Regions from separate parts of the Mus musculus genome. Here region 2 is linked to region 1. The links are chromatin contacts, called in public HiChIP or PLAC-seq maps. All regions are on one chromosome and are shown on one strand. Each heading gives the region's core, a stretch centred on a gene start, on an enhancer-like site or on the middle of the called end of the contact. The rest is flanking DNA. Distances are from core to core; before and after follow the strand shown.

Region 1 (5,865 bases), core at 3,340-5,839:
GGGACCCATCTATCTCACCGTGGGATCTGTCTGGGGTGTGGCTCACCTTGTCGTGGAAGGCTGTGATGAGCCACAGCTCCACCTCCAGGTTGGAGCCTCGTTTCTCGGCAGCAATGAACTGCAACAAGTTTTCGTGCTTCATGCCGGGTGTGCTGAAGATTTCCCGTTCACTCTGCCACGACTGCTTGTCCTGAGGCAGGGAGGCAGCTCAGCCCTGCCATGCTCATAGCCACCCCAACACACCCTACTCCATCCCCAACCCCGATTTCCTAGCCTCAGCATCCAAAGACCAGGCCAATAGCGATCTCTGGGGTAGCTGACAACAGCGCCCTGATTTACAAATGCTGAGTGAGGTGACCAGCCAGTATCAGCCAGCAAATGCTTGTCTTCCTAAGTACCCTGAGCACCTAACTACATGGCTGCCTGGTGTCAGAAGCCTCTGAGTATACACAATGCCAAAAACCAAACTCAGGGACCGAGGAGATGCTCCGGAGGTGCCTGCCAGGCAAGCATGAGAGATTCCCAGCCCCTGGACACAGTGGAGTGTAACCCCAGTGCTGGAAGCAGGAAGAGGTGGAGTTCCTGGGACTTGTTTGCCAACTCGTCAACCAAACCGGTGAGTTCCAGGCTAAGAGAGGCCTTGTCTCAAAAAATCTTAAAACGTAGAGGCTAGAGAAGTGGCTCTGAGGTTAAGAGCACTGCCACTCTCCCTGAGCACCCGGGTTCAATTCCCAGCACATGTATGGTGGCTCACAACTGTCTATAACTCCAGTCTCAAGGACCCAACACTCCCTTCTGGCTTCTTCAGGCACCAGGCACACATGCAGGACACATAGATACATGCGGGCAAAAAAAGCACCTGCACACATAAAAATATTTTCACTGAGGGCCAGGCGGTGGTGGCGCACGCCTTTAATCCCAGCACTTGGGAAACAGAGGCAGGTGGATTTCTGAGTTCGAGGCTAGCCTGATCTACAAAGTGAGTTCCAGGACAGCAGGGCTACACAGGGCTGTCTCGAAAAAACAGAAAAAAAAAAAAAATTTTTTTTTTCATTAAAAAGGAATAAAAATAAAGAACTGTAAAAAGTAGAGAGCCAGGTTTGGTGGTGCACACCTTTAATTCTAGCATCTGGGAGGTGGAGGCAGGTAGACTTTTGGTTCAAGGCCAGCCTGGTCTATATGACAAGTTCTAGGCCAGTCTGGATTACATACTGAAATCCTGTCTCCAAAAAAATAAAAAGGAGTCCAATAAAGGGATTCATTCTCTGGCCTCCACACACAGACCTGTGCGTACACAAAACATGCAAACTGCATACACAACACGGAAGTAATGGCAGAACCCAAAACCAACATGGCGTCTGACCCTAATCCTCTGATGGACTCTCAGTACTGAATCAGAATCCTGGACAGTCGACTGCCCCATGGAAAGACACTCCCGCTTGGACCACAGTGAGAGAAGATGGCCTGGAGACCCCCAAAAGCTCACCTGAAGTGGGAAGATCTTCACAGCCACAAAGTCGTTCATGAGCTGAGCTTTCCAAACGCAGCCAAAGCGGCCCCGAGCCTTGATCTCCAGCAGCTGTAGTGGCTTCAGGCCCACCAGAGGGGATGGGGGCGGAGGCCCCGGGTCCTGGAAAGGCAAGGGCTTAAAGGAGTCCGCACAGCCGTCCCTTCTCCCTGCCCAACGCTGGCACTGTCTCACCTCATGGATGTCCACATGGCCGTAGGGAGGCTTCCGATGACGATACATCCAGAAGGCCAGCAGGACGATGAGAGAGAGGCCTCCAATGGGCAGCAGCGAGTAGGCCAGCACCGTGAGCAGGGTGGGGGCTGTCGGGGGTGGCTCGTACGTGACTGGGGGACACATGGAGCCCTGTGTCACACAGCCCGCCCACTCTAACACTCCAGCCGGCCCTGCAAGCACTCCCCACTGGCTCCACAGTGCCACACTCAGACCCTCTTCCCACAGGCCCCTCACCTTCTGGGCCCCCAGGCTCCGGCAAGTGGGTGAAGCGCTCGTTGCAGAAGTTGCCTTCGCAGCAGCAGAAGTACACCTGGGGGTTCTCCTCGGTGGCCACACACTCCTGCCTGAGGGCCCAGGGTCCCCGTTACAAACTCCCCGGCAGGGACGGAAAGACTCTCCCCGGCCCCTCCCCCCAGGCAGCGCAGCTTCAGAAACATCAGCAGTTAGGGTGACCCCACGTCCCTTGAAGAGTGTGACTCAAGGCTGAGAGGGGCAGGCAGGCATGGAAATGCTGCCTGAGCTGAGGAGAGCAAACACCAGAACAGGGGCTTGGGATTCTGGGTAGTGCCTCCGAAGAGACCCTGAGATCAGTGGGTGGCCAAGTGCAGCGGGCTACGGCAGCGGGAACGCTCCCGCTCCCCTGTGTACCTGTCGTAGCAATTGAAGTCATCTAGCCAGCAGCCCTTCTTCACCAGCTCGATGGTGCCCGAGCTGTTGCGCCACGAGGCGTAGCAGTGCAGCCGCTTGTCCTGTTCCCCCTCGCAGCGCTCCAGGCCGCTCTGGTTGGTGCGCTCCAGCTCCCAGTTGGCGTTGTAGTAGATGCACTCCCGAGTCTCAGCCTCCCCTCGCCCGGAACCTGCGCCCGAGAGAAGAGAGGCTGAGCACGGTGAGGTGACTTGTAACCAGTCCTGGAGACGACGCCTGCTGAAGGTGCTTGGTGAAGATGCCAACCCACCCCTCTGCTCTCGATACTGGCCCCCTTACCACCCACACATCAACACCTTTTACGAAGACCAGGCTAGTGTTCCTCCATTCCCTGCCCACACCAACCTGGAAGCGGGACCTTCCTGGGACCTTCCTGCGCTCTTTCTCACCTGTGTTCACCAGGTACTGAAGAACAGCTACGCTTACAGGAAAAGGGTAAGCTCCCAGGGTCACCAAGGGTCACTTTTCTCAGACAGGAGGGCTAAGCTACGATTGCAGATGGTTGAACACACCAAACACTCATCACACCTTTGCCCACTTACTCCACCCCTACCCCTGCGCGTGCCCCTTTTTTGCCCCACTATGACCCCATGAACCTTTTAGATATAGGACGGGAAATAATACACAAATCCCAAAGGTATCCTGTTCCCTCGTGGGACATCCGGAGGGCGTGTGGCATTTATTACCTCGTTGACAACCTTATGCAGACACCCTAACGGGAAAGAGCGCTGACTTAGCCTTGCTGCACCTCAATCCACTGGCACCCAGCCTACTCCAATAACCCACCTGAGGCCAGAGGGGCATCAGGGAGGGGGCTCCCACCTGACCCGAGGTTGGCAGGGTGCCAACTGCTAACACTGCTTGGTTCCCCAGGGCCCATTGCAGACAGGAGGATCCTGACTGGCCGTTCTGGAAGAGGAACCCTCAAGACATGCTCACAAGATCTCACGGCGGCAGGCAAAAGCTCCTCCCAGGGAGGCCCCAACTGGGCAAGACGCCAGTCTTAGGGCTCCAGGTAGGACCCGGAAGGTCAGAATGCTACCCAGTCAGAATGGCAGAACCCAGCCTCAGCCCTAGCCATGCCAGGTCCTGTTGGCCTAGGCCCTGACACTTGTGGTGACAACCTGCCAGGTGGCTAGAACTCAGCCTGGCCCAGAAGGGTCTCGGTATCCAGAATGGGGCTCAGACAGGGTGTGCACCGGCTTCTCCCAACCAGGACCTTATTCAAGCACAAGGCTTTAGGTTGTGGATGAGACTCTAAGGGATGAGTATAGGCCGGAAACAAAGCCCGAGCCAGCGCCGGAAGCCAGGGTGGCACCTAGAGTGTCTACAAGCCCTGGCTACTTGTGGCAGGAGTGGGTAGTGGAGCTATGTGAAGCACCCCGTCCAGGGAGGACACAGCTCCTTCTCCCGCGGGAGGAAGCGAAAGCATGTGTGGAGCGCAAACACTCCTAAGTGTCCTCTGCAATTGCTTCCCAGATGCCCAGCTTCCCCCACAGGCCTGCAAGGCTGGCCCTGAGCTGCTGAGCACAGAACGGGTTCCTATGTAACAGATGGCGTGGACAGACTATGAGCAGAGGGGACAAGAAGGAGGGATGGCTTCAACACGAAGCAAGACCCCTGCTATAGATGCTGAGGATGGAACCTGGACTTTGTGTGTACTGTCCGCTCCACCTCTGACCTACACCCATGACTCAGGAGAGTGTCCACCTCCATTCAGACTACAATCAGCCCCTGGAGTCACAAGGGCAACAACAAACAGAGTAGACCTCAGCCTGGCCTAGCTCCAGGCCAGTGTCAGGCACCAGCCCCTCTGGCACAACCATAGGATCCCAGTGGAGAAGCCTGAGAAGGCAACATGAAGCCTCAGAGAGGACCCAACAGCTCACTGGAGCCACCGACCTCCCAGACCTGCCCAGAGCCGACCCTGCAGAGCAGCTTTGAGCTGGCCAGACTGCTGATGCCTCACAGCTGTGCGCCTGGGGCAAGTCACCTAGCCACTCTCTGAGAGGTGACTGACAGCACCTGCCTCCTAGGGTTGTAGCGATCCTTCCAGTCCAGGCCCCACACCAAGCCTGCCTGCAGCTCTGCATCCCATGTGACATTCCACACCCTTCCCACACCACACCCTGGCCACTGCCAGCTGGAGACCCAGGGGGCCTCCCGTTTCCTCTCTCCTCCCTGGCTCCATTTCTTCACACTCTCACACTGGCTATTTATAGCATATGGCAAAATTCCAACCACAAGGCCACAGAGCCCTTTAATAGATGAAGGCCTCCCGCCCACAGCCTAGCAGCCAGGTCAGGAGTCTCCCCAACTGGCCCTGCCTCCCCACCCTACACAGCTGCATTTCCATCAGTCCCCAGGACCACAACCAGGGTGGCTACAGAAGGGGAACCTACAGAAGAGAAAGGGTGGGCAAGGCTGGAGCATCACACACACACACACACACACACACACCCCGCACATATGCATGAACCCATATTGGCAGACTGGGAGGAAAGAACCCGTCAAGTAACTACAGTTTATCTTAGAATCCTTCACTGTGGGGCTAGTGGTTACAAGAACTTATTCTTTGGTTGAAAACAAATGGCTTTGGTTCCCAGCATCCACGTGGTGGCTCACAACCACCTGGAACTCTAGTTCCAGCGGCAATGCACACACTGTGTGCATGCACATTCATGCAAAATACCAACACCATAAAACAAGTTTCTTTTAAATCCTTACTCCAGAGAACCAAACCACTTTAATTCTACTTTTTGGCCTCATCTGTATTTATGTGTCACCTAGACTAACACCCACTTGTCACACCCCAGGCACTGTATGATGGAGAACCCCGAGTGAACCCCTAAGATGACAGAACTAAGTGAAGCAGAGGTTAAGGCTCTTTGCAGGCCACATCCTGAAGTTCCATGTTTCGGAGCCCAGGGACTGCCCAGTGTGACCTCACCTGGTTCACCGGCTGGACCCTCGGGTTATGTACAGCTGTCATGTGAGCAAAGCCATCACGCATGAAGCTTCTTGGTGAGCGTTTCCTCCCGTCCTGGGAATGCTGAGCCTAAGCAGCTTTGATTCAGTACATTCTTCCAAATCCTTCTCCAAAACAATCGACCCAGTTTCCGAGAGCAGCCCACCGAGGCACACCCTCAGCCGAGCTCCCCTGGGAACACTGGCCAGCCTTCCCACTTCCTGGCCAGGTACCTTCTCCTTATGCTGAGGGAAGTCTATGCTCATGGGTATCGCTGTGCAGTAACCATTTTTTGTTCATGCTATCAAAAGGCCAGGTGGTGGTGGTGCACGCCTTTAGTCCTGACACTCCCGCACTTGGGAGGCAGAGGCAGGCAGATTTCTGAGTTTGAGTTCCAGGACAGCCAGGGCTACACAGAGAAACCCTGTCTGTGGAGAAGGTGAGTATG
Region 2 (5,762 bases), core at 1,770-4,269, 700 kb before region 1:
CCCACTGAGTGAGCTCCCTGTAAGGAGGATAGTTATTAAACACAAGCCAGCCCGACTCATGTCACCAGCCCAAGTCTTAGATTCCACACACCCAAATGGCAGCTCATTGCCCGAGGTACAGGAATACACTGGGCACACACAAAATGACCCCCTTCCCCCAAACACTAACAAATCTCTTAACATTCACTTATGAGAACACACAGGCTCAGTTCATGCATCAATTTTGTAGCAAAGGTTACTATCAAACCCCACTCACTGGACCAGAGTGGGGTGTTAGCGAAAACCTTGCCACTCTTTTAGCACACTACCTACACTTGTGAGTTCATCGACCAGCGTGTGACCTCAACTCCAAGCTCTAACAATGTGCAGGGGACGGTGAAGGCTTCCCCAGTGCCTCTGTCAGCTCTGCAAGACCAAGTACCTTGTTGTTGCATGGGATGGCAATGTCCACATAGCGCAGGGGAGAATCTGTGTTACACAGAGCAATGGTGGGCAGGTTGACATAAGAGGCCTCTGTGAGTGGCTGATGGTCAGCCCTGGGATCGGTCACCACTAGAAGCCGTGGCTCCCTGAAGGCTGCTTGGATCTGGTTAGTGAAGGTCCCAGGTGTGAAGCGGCCAGCGATCGGAGTGGCTCCTGTGGCAGCAGCAAACTTCAGCACAGCTCGCTTTGAAGGGAGATTGAGTCAGCATTATCATGCATGCTTCACGAGGAAACTGCTGATACCCACTTCTAGTCACCTATCAAACACCAAAGCATCAAAGTACTGTGCTGAAGCACATTCTTAGGCTAACTGTAACACCTGCATGATGCCTTAGTGTGAGGCACCTGACTCAAGTTTCTCACATGCCCAAGCCCCCCAAAGGACAGTTACAGGTACTCAGCAAACACCTGACAAATTTATCCGAACACAGAGCAAGCTCATCACCCCCCCTCCTCTGTTTGTGGATAGTTCTTTAGTTAATTTAGGAGTGGTTATCCTGCAATGTACAAAAGTATATCACCCCCACACATGGTGGTTTGGTATTGGATCTCCTTGAACAGAACTATGGATGGTTTTAAGCCACCACGTACCAAAACTATCTCAACAGTTCATATCTCATTGTTTTATCAACTGATATACATGTTAACAAAGACTTAACTTGGCTATTTTGTTTGTGTCTGACGTTGCCTTTCCCTTAAGTCAGCACCAATTTCCTCTAACACAAAGCTCTGTTTGCCACCGAGTCAGCACTGTTTCCTGCATGGTTTGCCTCCTCAGTCACTGTCCACAGGACTCTGAGAAGTCGTAGGAATATGCAGGCGCGGGCACAAAGCCCAGCTTCATCTCCAACGCCGTGGAAAGGGACTGTACGTCACTGGGCAAGGCCTATGCTCCCCTATGCCACTAGGACAGAGCCCAGGGAGAGTGACCTCCTGGGTTGTCCACGTTGGATACTTTGCTTTGTATGCCCAATGTACTCTATCGATTACTGACCCCCAAACAAAAGCACATGCATGCCACAAACCTGGCCAGTGTTCCTGGAGGAGATGACGCTGACGTCAGCAGGATTCTCGATGGCAACAATAGCTCGAGCTGCGAGCAACAGCTTCTCCCAGGTCCTCTTCAGGTTTATGATGTAGATACCTAGGCCAGCAAACGGAACTCTCTGAGGAGCTTCCCAAGGCAGGAAGTCTGGCAGTCACTCTGCAGACCTGGCTGATCAGACTCCTGACTGCCTCCTAAACACTAGGATTAAAGGGTGTGAAACCACCACACCCAGCAACAAGTAGTTTAAAGTGGGTGTCCCAGACAGGCTTGCTAGCCTCATAGCCTTGTGAATGGACACTGTGGGAAGGTAAGGCATACGCATGTGGCAGTGACCACTACCAAACTCCAGTCATAGAGGCAAGCTCTACTGGTGTTAGCGAAAATCCTGCCATAAATTCAATGTAGCACACTTCCGACACTCAGAAGTTCACTGGCCAAGACTGGCCTCCACTCTGAGCTTTAATAGTGTGCAGGGTCAGTCAGTCCTCCATGACCTCTGGCCCCTTCCCACACATCCTCTTAGTTACATCACAAGCCAGAGTAGCACTCCAACACCAACCATTCAGTTACCAGGCACTATACCCATTAGAGCACCATAGTCAGGAACTGACTATCACAGGTGGCAACTGACCGTCACTTTTCCTTTTGTAGATGTACTGCTCCATCTGAAAGTCAAGGTTGGTGCCACCTAAGTGGGTTCCCGCAGCAAGGAATTTGAGGACATCCTCCTCCTTCATCTGCAGGACGTCAAGGGCTCCGGACATTGTGTAAGTTTCCCTTTAAGTTACGATGGGAATCTAAAAAAGGAATAAAATTCATCTTTTTTCTTCTGACACTAGAACTCACAAGATTGCCCTGCCTCCTGAGAGGGGGACTAAAGGCGTATGCCACTAGGCGCAGCACATCATCTGAGCTGAAATGGGTTGTGTTCTTATTCCTCCTTGCCTTTCGATTTTTCTGGCCACCTAGTCACTAAGGAAAGTGACTTTGTCAGCAGAGCACATATAGAAAAACTGGACAGTTGAAGTTAGCGCCTCCGCAGGCACACTGACTACAGGATAGCTACTTAAGTATAGCTGCTTCTTTGCACCGAGAGTTGCGCAAAGGCGGCCATGATCGGGGTGCTTCGGGAGTTGTATTTCGAGACTGGCCGGCAGTTCCCGTCCCATCTCCATGCGCCTCACAAGCACTTTTCCCAGCATCTTGCCGACAGGGCCCTCGAGCGTGGCGCGAACCGCAGAAGGGCCCCGCAGTGGCGCCCGCCCCACCTAACTGCGGGCCAGCACGTGGCGCTGCCGCCAGGAGCCAAGCCGCCCCGGCACACGCAGCCTCGGCGCCCTCCGCGCCCACCCATGGCGCGGGAAGCTAGTAAGCGCGCGTCCCGCGGCGTCCGGAGACGCCGAGGGCTCCACGTGAGACTCACCAAGAACAACGCCGTATGGACCCGTCCCCGGGTAGCGCGAAAGGACGGGCGGCCGGAAATGACGTCCTTAAATAACCCACAGCCAGCCAATGGCAAAGCAGGCTAAGCAAAAAGGGAGAACTTCCGCTCCGGAAAAAGCCTCTGGCGCACGCGCAGATTCAGTGAGTGGGCCCGCTGTAGCGCGCGCGGAGCGGAAGTTAAAGTGGCCCGCGCCTGCGCGGCTGCAGTCGCTGCACAGACCCCAGGCCGGAAGTAGCTGGGGCGAGGGGGGGGAGTGGGGGGGGGGGAGCGAGCGTGGAAAGTCCGTAGCTTTTGGTCCGCTGAGTGACGAATAGGCTTCAAGCTGGGCCACCTATGTCAGGATTAACTCCAGGAGCACACACCCGCCTGCCCCTCTGGTACTGGCTCCTTCCTACATTTGAGAACTACAAAATAGTAGTTACCCAGTAAGATATTACAAAAGTGTTGAAGGGAGCAGGGAGAAATTTGGATGCGTCATCTATTTACAAAGCGTTTATTACTGTATTCCATGTCTCAAGTAATCTAGAGATGACTTGGAGTCTGTGGGAGGGTTGTGGTTATTAGAAAATACCAGACTATTTTTGTTTTGTTTTGTTTTTCGAGACAGGGTTTCTCTGTACAGCCCTGGCTGTCCCGGAACTCACTTTATTGACCAGGCTGGCCTCGAACTCAGAAATCCGCCCGCCTCTGCCTCCGGAGTGCCGGGGCTAAATAAAGGCGTGTGCCACCACGCCCAGCTCAGACCATTTTATATTAGGGACTTGAGCATCTATGGGTTTGGCATCCATAGGTGGTTCTGGAACAAATCCCACAGATACTGAAGGATAACCATATATGCATACAACAAAAATAATAGATCAAAAACCCAGAGGAGTGTGGGTGCAGCTCCGTGGTAGAGTACTAACATCGAAAGGCTCTGGGTTTCTTCAGTTCTTGCTGGGGCAAGAGGACCATGAATTTGAAGCTATAGTCATACTCTGTCTCAAAAATAAATATAAAACGGTAAAACTAAAAAGAACAAAGCATTTAACTTGCCACATCGTGAATGTGTATCAAGATATCTTGTTAAGTAAAACAGAATATTCTAAAATCTATTAAGTGGTATGTTCAGGTCAGGTAGTGGTGGCCTATGCCTGTAATCCTAGCCAGCACTCAGGAGACAGAGGCAAGCAGATCTCTACGAGTTGAAAGCTAGTCTAATCTACAAAAATGAGTTCCAGGACAGCCAAAGCTACACAGAGAAACCCTGTCTTTAAAAAAAAGAAAAAATAGAGTGGCCTAGCTCCCTGCGGCTGTCCTTGGTCACGCTTGGTACCAGGCTGAAGCAGTCAAGATGACCTTATTTCAGCTTAGAAGTGAGCACTGGGTTCATATACTTGTCCCTGTAGGATTTGTCTTTGGGTATTATCTAGACAGAAAGGATGGTGAAAAGCTAACTGCTGCTGGGCCGTGGTATTGCACGCCTTTAATCCTAGCACTTAGGAGGCAGGAGCAGGCAGATTTCTGAGTTCGAGGCCAGCCTGGTTTACAGAGTGAATTCCAGGACACCCAGGACTACACATAGAAACCCTGTCTCGAAAAAAAACCAAAACAACAAAAAAAAGCTAACTGCCTTCAGGAATAAGAGCATGCTATTTCAAAGGGAACTAAGGCCCAATGAAGTTACTTGCAAGTAAAAACTGGTTAAATGACAGAATGTTCACATTTTAAAAGTTATTGGAGAAATAAAAGCATTTATTATTTAATTAGAAAAAAATGACAATAGAAAGTGAGTGGTAGGTCTGGGAATGAAGATTATAAGTAGGTATAAGAGCTTACTGGAGGTCGGGGGTGGAAATGTTCTAAAACTAGTTTATAGGGTCATGGCTGCACTTTTAAACAGGGTCTCACAAGTGGAGGATGACTGAGCTTCCAGCTCTTCTGCCTCTGACTCCCAGTGAGGGAATGCCAAGCCTGAGGACCGGTGTTCCTGTTTGCTCTATTGCTAATGCAAATGAACCCACCAGAACCTTGCATGAATTAGCATGACACTCAGCCGAACATCCAGCCCCAAACCACCAAGCAGTGGGCTTCAAGCAAGTAGGAAGCCTCTTTGAATTCATAATCTCAAGGCACTTTTGTTTTTCCTTCAGTTTTTGAGACATGGTTTTCTCTGTGTAGCCCTAGCTGTCCTAGAACTTGCTCTGTCTAACAGGCTAGCCTTGAACTCAGAGATCTTCCTACCTCTGCCTGCTGGGTGCTGGGATTAAAGGCGTGTGCCACCATGCTCAGTTTCCAAAGCTGTTTTTAAAAGTTAAGTTTTCCCAAAAAAAAAAAAAAGGACTTACTTGGCAGGTGAAAACTTAAGTCACCTTAGAGCTGCTTTGCTAGTCTCAGGGAGTAAGACATACTAGTAAGGCTTACCAACCAGAACTTTTTTATATGTATAAATAAATCCAGGGCTTGATCGGGTAGCCCTCCCTGGCTGACCTGTAACTCTTGAGTCCTACCTGCCTATCTCTCAAGTGCTGGGATTAATGGTCTGTTCCTATTTATTTTTTTTTTTTCCATTTTTTATTAGGTATTTAACTCATTTACATTTCCAATGCTATACCAAAAGTCCCCCATATCCACCCACCCCCACTCCCCTGCCCACCCACTCCCCCTTTTTGGCCCTGGAATTCCCCTGTACTGGGGCATATAAAGTTTGCAAGTCCAATGGGCCTCTCTTTCCAGTGATGGCCGACTAGGCCATCTTTTGATATATATGCAGCTAGAGTCAAGAGCTCCGGGGTACTGGTTAGCTCA

Evidence for each region. HiChIP or PLAC-seq counts read pairs in DNA pulled down with a chosen protein or histone mark.
Region 2: a FOXA1 HiChIP or PLAC-seq map of pancreatic cancer cells shows a contact between it and region 1. The contact joins the promoter of Rpsa here to the enhancer-like site in region 1. A contact is called at or near these places in 3 of 39 promoter capture datasets (hippocampal neurons, liver and pre-B cells) and 2 of 115 datasets of contacts at active chromatin or transcription factors (microglia and pancreatic cancer cells).

Annotation. Positions count from the first base shown.
Region 1 is chr9:119,424,190-119,430,054 of GRCm38.p6, reverse strand. Acvr2b (activin receptor IIB) reads right to left here. Exons shown (of 11, transcript NM_001313757.1): 2 at 2,393-2,600; 3 at 1,979-2,088; 4 at 1,703-1,854; 5 at 1,487-1,630; 6 at 47-190. Among named protein-coding and RNA genes, the nearest start is that of Exog, 18 kb to the left of the region's middle. Within about 2 kb of position 4,589, at least 102 of the 459 cell types and tissues checked have an H3K27ac peak or open chromatin away from gene starts, as enhancers often do. A contact at or near this core is called in microglia and pancreatic cancer cells, where this site is marked.
Region 2 is chr9:120,125,023-120,130,784 of GRCm38.p6, reverse strand. It overlaps Rpsa (ribosomal protein SA), which reads right to left and starts at 3,019. Exons shown (of 7, transcript NM_011029.4): 1 at 2,955-3,019; 2 at 2,163-2,328; 3 at 1,509-1,627; 4 at 422-667; 5 at 1-17. The coding sequence starts at 2,295. LOC115485682 (a small nucleolar RNA gene) reads right to left here and starts at 2,005; the gene lies at 1,850-2,005. It overlaps Gm26448 (a small nucleolar RNA gene), which reads right to left and starts at 1,434; the gene lies at 1,232-1,434. It overlaps Snora62 (small nucleolar RNA, H/ACA box 62), which reads right to left and starts at 351; the gene lies at 222-351. It also overlaps a transcript of Slc25a38 not described here.